Regions from separate parts of the Hordeum vulgare genome. Here region 2 is linked to region 1. A link is a contact called in public Hi-C data. All regions are on one chromosome and are shown on one strand. Each heading gives the region's core, a stretch centred on a gene start, on an enhancer-like site or on the middle of the called end of the contact. The rest is flanking DNA. Distances are from core to core; before and after follow the strand shown. Region 1 holds the start of LOC123407526 (pentatricopeptide repeat-containing protein At3g14580, mitochondrial-like). Region 2 holds the start of LOC123408476 (pantothenate kinase 2-like).

Region 1 (3,584 bases), core at 802-3,301:
CCTTCTTCGTGATGCACGTCCAGGTCAGTATAATTCCTGATGAAATTTATTTATAGTTCATTACTCAAGTCTCATAGGTTGTTTCTTCGGTCCAGGTGTCAACGCGGTTTCTGTCTGCCAGTCCTCCGATCTACTGGGCTGCTTCGCGCATTTTGGCTCCTGCAAGGGGCGGCTCGTACAAGAGATGGGGATACTTCATCATCGTTTACTTCATTGCTTATATTCTTCTGGGCAGTTTGCTCTTCCCCAACTTCTACCCATTCACATGAGAACAGCTGCTGTCGCACACACACGAATTGTATGAGCTAGCTTAGCCTGGAGGTTCTCCTTGGCCGAATGTTCCTGTACAGTTGGTGTATCTCTTTCCTTTTGTTCCCTATAAAAACCACGGCCATAGAATTGAGGAGTGTATTCAAAAAGGTTTTTCTTTCCGGGAGATTTGAATCATATGCTCCATTTCTTAGGTTGCACTAGGTCACATGCCATGTTATTTTGACACCTTGATAATAATAATATATGCATAAAGGAAATCCTAGGCATAGTTATTTTGGTGGCTTTTCTGGGCTTTTAGAAACCCAACCAAAAATATATTTTTAAAAGCCTATTAGTCAAGTCTTAACTAGGAGACTTCCAAAATAATAATTTGGTTGACCTTATTCCAGCTCATTCTACAAGCCAGCAAAAGAACTGGTCCCTATAATGATTCAGAAAGACAAAAGAAATATACCGTTCTTCCCTGATTGCCCGGGAGTGCATATCAAATCACTACTGATTGCCCGGGAGTGCATATCAAATCACTGTGTGCATTTTAAAACCGATCTGAAAAACCATAGCGAATATAAATTGAACCGAACCAATTTTATGGTTTTTATGGTTTATGGTTCCGATATACTATGAACTTTTCATACTGTTTTGAATTTTGGTTTTTATGGTATATATAAAAAAACCGAATGGATAACAGAATAAACCGAAATAAAAAACATATTTATATATCTTGGGGCAAATAACCATACAAGTAGTTATTTTTTGGACAAAAGCTAGATTTCCTGTTAAGCGCATCTATGTTTCTTGTAACATAGTCATATTTCTCGTGAAAAGAATTCCAAGCACGTCCATGACCATTGAATACATGCATGCATATACACTTGCATATAGTTATATACTCTTTGTATAAAAGAATATGTGAACTGAGTCACAAATTTGTAAATTGTTATGTGTCACTTTCCAATTCGTGTAAACTTTGATTTTTATGGTATATACCAATTCATGCCAAAATAATTTGGTATATATCGAAACCGAACCGTATCTAAAATTCATACCGTATTTACCGAAGTATTAATACTGTTCAAACTGAAAAACATATAAATCGAGCCATGTAAACCGAATAAACCGAACGCACAAAGTGAATACCAAAGACTGGAGACATTTTCTTTGGATTCCTTGTGTGTTTGGGCCCACACCCTCAGCCCATTGAAATCGAAATTAGATTAGTGCTGCAACAACTGTGTCGATTCTTGTCTCAAAAAAAAAAAGCTGTGTCGATTCAATACGGATAGAACTTATGAGGTTAGTGATGCGAAATGTGTTACTACTTGGTTGTTGGTGGCGCGTATCCTCAATGCAATTATATAAATGGAAAATGGCAAGGATTCGCCCTTTACCATTGAAACCAGCAATGAAAAAACACTAACATAAACTATTGACCGGAGCCGAGGCATTGTTAATTATGAAGATCACAAATCATAAGAAAAATGTGAAGGGAAGACTAGCGAGGGAGACTGACCACAAAAGTATCTTAACTGTTTAAAGCTTTCTTAAGTCTAAATCAATTCAGGAAACAAAAGAAAAGAAAAGAAAGAAAAGAAAAAAAAGAAAAAAATTGAACGACCACGCTGGGACTCGAACCCAGAATCTCCCGCTCCGGAGGCGAGCGCCTTATCCATTAGGCCACGCGGTCATGTTGTGAGATGTCTCATAATATAGTTTATATATTAGTTTACACAAACCACACGAGTTGGGCTTTCCCTAAGAAAGAGCCCAAGGCCCACCATGCTACTAGGCGCACATCGCCGCCGCCCAGCGACGCCTCCGCCTCCGCCTCTCTTCTCCTCAGTCCTCACCCATTCGCCGCCGGCCACCGAACCTCCCCCAGCGCAGTCCACCTCCTTCCTTGCCACGCACACCCCCACCTCCCCGATAAACTCTCCAACCACTTCTCGAGTAGTCCAGCCCCGCCCCCATCCGATTCCCACTTCCCGGCGGCAGCATGTCGAGACCCCTGGCGCGGCGCGCGGTTCCCCCATTCCTGAGGCTGCGCTCCACGGCCTGCGACGACGGCCACTGGATCGGCCGGCTGGACCACAGGGACTGGCTCGCCCCGAACGAGGTGCTCAAGATCTTCGCGAGCATCAGGGACGCCGCTCTGATAACCAGCGTCTTCAGGAAGGCCTGCGCCCGGAGGGACTACAAGCCCAGCGAGGCCCTCTACGGCCTGATGATCGACCGGCTCGCCGGCGCCCGGCGGTTCGGCGACGTGGAGGAGCTGCTGGCCAGGGCGAGGGCCGAGCGGTTCAGGTTCTCGGACGACTTCTTCTACAGGCTCATCAAGATGTACGGCAATGTGGCCAACCACCCCGAGAAGGCCATGGAGACGCTCTACGCGATGTCCGAGTACGGCTGCTGGCCGTCCACCAAGACCTTCAACTATGTGCTCCACATGCTCGTGTGCAGGCGGCAGTACGAGGTTGTCCACGAGGTGTACTCCAGCGCGCCCAGGCTGGGCGTGGAACTGGACACCTGCTGCTTCAACATCCTTATCAAGGGGCTGTGCCAATTTGGGAGATTCAACGAGGCCCTTTCGCTGCTGGATGAGATGCCGAAGCAGGACTGCCGGCCTAATGCGATGACCTATTCGACCCTGATGCATTTCCTCTGCCGGAACTGCCGGGTGGATGAGGCGTTCGAGCTGTTTGAGAGAATGCGCAAGGAGGAAATCGATGCGGATACGGTTGTTTACAATATATTGGTATCTGGTCTCTGCAGAGAGGGAAGGGTGACCTCTGCATATGATCTGTTCAAGTCGATGTCGTCTCAGGGCTGCCATCCTAATTCAGGGACTTATCAGGTACTTCTTGATGGCCTTGTGGCCTCAAAGAACTTTGTGGAGGCGAAGGACCTGGTTGGTATGATGAGTGCTGAAAGTCTGAGACCTAGTTTCTCATCTTACAAGCTGCTAATTGATGGCTTCTGTAGTGTTAACTGCTTAGATGATGCACATCATGTCTTGAAGCAAATGGTGGACCAAGGTTTTGTTCCTCGGATGAGTACTTGGACAAAACTTCTTACATCCTTATGCTGAAATGTATGTTCATGCCCGTGGACCTGACAATACACTTGAGCAATGAGATTATTTTGTTACTGGAACTAGTGAACCAACCTGCTTTCTGCGTGGATTTGCATATTGAAGCCAGATCTTTTTCCGTATGGGGATTTAGCAATATCGGGTCTCAGAACGACCAAGTTCTGTTTACTGATGACCCATATACTGATGTACTTGAGAACTGAGCGCTAGCTCGGTTGGCTTG
Region 2 (3,578 bases), core at 401-2,900, 180 kb after region 1:
CTTTGATTTTCTTAGGTAAAACTGTACATTGACACCAAGAAAGAACATCATGGTCATGTAGGCATTCAGGATTTCTGTGAGCATTGAAATTATTGGAGTACTGAATAATGAAAAGGATTTCAGGATTCAGATAAGGAGTGAGCAATGATTTACTCCTATCGATTTCAGGATTCACGTACTCAAGAGTAGGTTGGTGATTAGTCGGGCTTGGGCATGTGTAAAAAAAGTTCGGTCAATTGGAAAATTGGGCATGTGCATACCCTCGTAGGAGCAGCAGTTCACCAGGGCGCCGAGCAGTGCCTCGTCGTAGGCTGCGATGTCCAAACCCAACCATCACAACGGTCGCCTCCCCTTCGGTCGTGCCGCGCCACACCTCCTCCGTTGTCGCGGTTAGGGCGCCCTCGTCGCCCACTAGGACCAGCCTGTACGCGTCCGCGCTTACATTCAGAACCGAACAACAGGAAGAAAAGGGGAACAACGACAAGTCGACAATGTGAGAGGGAGTACGTGCAGCGGTGCCTGGCGAGGCCGACGGCGACCCCCCGCGACCCTCCACCCCTGCACGCGAGCAGCACCCGCTTCACCCTTCATCTTCTCAACAGCAACGACCACTTGTGTCAAGTGCGTCGTCGCCAACGAACATTGCTCCGTCGCCCACAAGATCGCCTCCGCACCGCATCCAACGCCTCTGACTCCAGAACGAGAGCAGGTGCACGCCAATCAAGCGGTGGCGCACACATATCCAGTGCCTCTGTCTCCTAGAAGCTCGCCGCTGGAGAAAAAAAAATCCAAGCTTTGACCTTAGATGTGGGGTGTGACTCGAGTGGGGTGCGAGTGGAGGCGGGAGAAAGATGGCGGCAACGGGGAGAGATGGTGACCGGTGAGGTGGGCAAGGCCGTGGACGGCGAGGTGGGCAAGGTGGTTGCCGGCGAGGTGGGCGAGGTGGTTGCAGGCGAGGTGGGCGAGAAGAGAGAGGCGACGGGCACAGGACCGGGCCGGCAAAATTTATGGCCCTGTGGCAAACGCTAAAATGAGGCCTCTACTTTTTCGGAAAATTAAAACTACTATACATTCAAGTTATCTAATATAACTCCTTTATGATGTTGAACTAAATCCTCTATTTTTTTCTAAAAGATCTTATATTTCTAGTAACCAGATTCATATTTTCTGGTTCTTGAAACATAAGATGTCTAAACCAATTATTAATATAAAAGAGTATAAATGTTGGAAAAACAAGACTAAAGGGATAAACAACCAACAGTTAGCATCAAACTATTTATAGAATTGGGACTGCTGAACTCACGGACCTAAAACTTGGCCTGATCGAACTGTCCCTCGCCTCTCTTTTAGTCCATCTTACTTTATTAACAGAAATTTATCTGTACTAATAAAAGTACGAGAGGCAGATCTAACTATAGATCTGAAGCGTTTAATCATGTCATCAACGGTCTAGATGCTTCATTAACGAAAGTAACTCAATTCTCGTTAGCGCTAATCCCCCGCTTCTTCGCGTCCCACACGTCCTCGGTCAACCACTCCCGCTCCAAACACAACCAACCCCTCCTCGATCCAATCTGGCTGCTACCTCCGTCCCCCATGCCACGCCGGCGACCTCCGCCCCCATGCCACGTTGGTGCCTTCCTTCAACCGATGGAAGAAGCGGCGGAGGAGCAAGCAGCCGCGCCGTCCGTCGCGGAGTTCGGGGACGCGGCGGAGAACGGGATGGAGGAGGAGGGAGCCTCTGCTTCCGCGGCGGCGGAGGAGGACGCTGCTGCTGCTGAGGCGGCGACGGCGGCGTACTCGTGGCTTGAGCTCCTATATTCACGGTTCTATCGGCGTTAAAATTGGCATAGCAGTGAATTTAAGTGTATGTGTAAACTTGAAAAGTATCTCTGTACTAAACACTAATACTGTTTGCAGACGGTTGCCAGCGAAGGTGGGACTGATGACGCAAAACGGCGTGGAGATGCGTTTGCACATGCCTTTTCTGCTCATTTGGCAAGGTACACAATTGTAGTTGCATGCCATTGGTGTTTGGCTGCCACAACTATGGCTTGGCACACTCGCGGTGCCATTTTTCTTGGCCACGACTTAGCCAATATTTTTGACATACTTAACATACTGTTCGGTTTTGACCAAACAGCCATAGTGTAAACTGTATTGCATGCTATCGCTTTGTTGCCTTACTTATGTGTTAAAGTTTAGGTTGACTGAGGAGCCTGCTGCTTATGGGAAGTTTGGTTTAGCCAACCTGTTGGAGTTGAGAGAAGAATGTTTGAGAGAATTTCAATTTTTCGATCCATATGTTAGTATCAAGCAAAGGTTAGTTCATAACCTCTTCATGGTTCTCGGTAAATATCTCTACTCTAGCTACTTCAATTGTTTGATGCTTTCTGCATGAAGGGAAAATGAAGCTTCACTGGCTATTTTACCTGATCTACTCATGGAACTTGATAGTATGGATGAGGTATGAGAGAATGTTTCCCTTCTTTATCCATTGGCACAGCGCGTAGATGTTTTTTTTAAAATTTTGGTTAATATCGCAGCAAAAAAATAATAAAAATTTCATAAACTGCCACATATTGTGTAACTGAGAATCAGATCTGTTCTGGCCCCATCCGCCAGTGCCACGGTAAGCAGTTTTTTGTTGATTTTTTTGCTTGCATGCTTCTGTGACAGTCACATGCTGCTGGCCGGTAGTTCAGCAATCTACACTCAGTTTCATCTCTAGAATTATGAATTCGTCTGAGTTTTACTTTTATGCTCGATGTTTTCAGGAAGATAGATTGCTTGCGCTAATTGAAGGTGTCCTTGTTGCAAAAATATTTGATTGGGGGTCTAAAGCTTGCGTGGACCTTTACAATCAAGGAACCATAATAGAAATTTATCGCATGAGCCGCAAAAAGATGCAACGTCCTTGGCGGGCAAGTATTCCAAGTCTCAAATTCAAATGTTATTGCAATGCACGAGTTACCCAAATTATATTTTACGAGTTATACTAATATATGACCAGATAATTGTAATGATGGTATCTTTTGTTTCAGATTGATGACTTCGATACGTTCAAAAGTAGAATGCTTAAGAAGGATCAGCCATACAAAAGAGCACTTATTTCTGTTGATAACGCATGTGCTGATGTGGTCCTAGGAATGCTTCCTTTAGCACGAGAATTTCTATGCCGTGGGGTTGAGGTATAAATTGAGAGTATGAAAATAAGAACACATTTTGCTAGGTTTGCAACACATTATAGTTTGAATTGAAAAGAACAAACGCTCTGCTGTTTCAAGAGATTGCATCATGGACCGGAGACAAGCAATATATTGCATGCCATAGTGTGTAATTTACATTCATGTTGTCCTTACTTGAAAATATAGACTGTATGCCAGATCTGGAAATTTTATTTTATTTGCATAAACCAGACTGAAAGACTGAATGCCGGAACTGATAGAAAGATGACTTCCCCAGTTTGAGCAACGTTGTGAAATAACCATTCAATGATTACTCTTTCTACTGCTACTCAGACACTCAGCATAAGCTGGTAACCAAATGCTGATTCTGCAGGTAGTTCTGGTTGCAAA

The links. A called contact is a pair of places that touch in the nucleus more often than the background predicts.
Region 2: a Hi-C map of seedling shows a contact between it and region 1, with 2.3 times the contacts expected there. The contact joins the promoter of LOC123408476 here to the promoter of LOC123407526 in region 1. A contact is called at or near these places in 1 of 6 Hi-C or Micro-C datasets (seedling) and 1 of 1 datasets of contacts at active chromatin or transcription factors (embryo).

What each region holds. Positions count from the first base shown.
Region 1 is chr7H:128,945,158-128,948,741 of MorexV3_pseudomolecules_assembly, forward strand. It overlaps LOC123407526 (pentatricopeptide repeat-containing protein At3g14580, mitochondrial-like), which reads left to right and starts at 2,052. Exons shown (of 4, transcript XM_045100686.1): 1 at 2,052-3,584. The coding sequence starts at 2,267. The coding sequence ends at 3,358. It overlaps TRNAR-CCG (a tRNA gene), which reads right to left and starts at 1,957; the gene lies at 1,885-1,957. LOC123407525 reads left to right here. Exons shown (of 10, transcript XM_045100679.1): 9 at 1-23; 10 at 96-431. The coding sequence ends at 269.
Region 2 is chr7H:129,124,687-129,128,264 of MorexV3_pseudomolecules_assembly, forward strand. It overlaps LOC123408476 (pantothenate kinase 2-like), which reads left to right and starts at 1,651. Exons shown (of 6, transcript XM_045101579.1): 1 at 1,651-1,770; 2 at 1,921-2,003; 3 at 2,206-2,322; 4 at 2,404-2,467; 5 at 2,778-2,924; 6 at 3,045-3,326. The coding sequence starts at 1,651. The coding sequence ends at 3,197. It overlaps LOC123413274 (a long non-coding RNA gene), which reads right to left and starts at 1,030. Exons shown (of 3, transcript XR_006613716.1): 1 at 508-1,030; 2 at 261-422.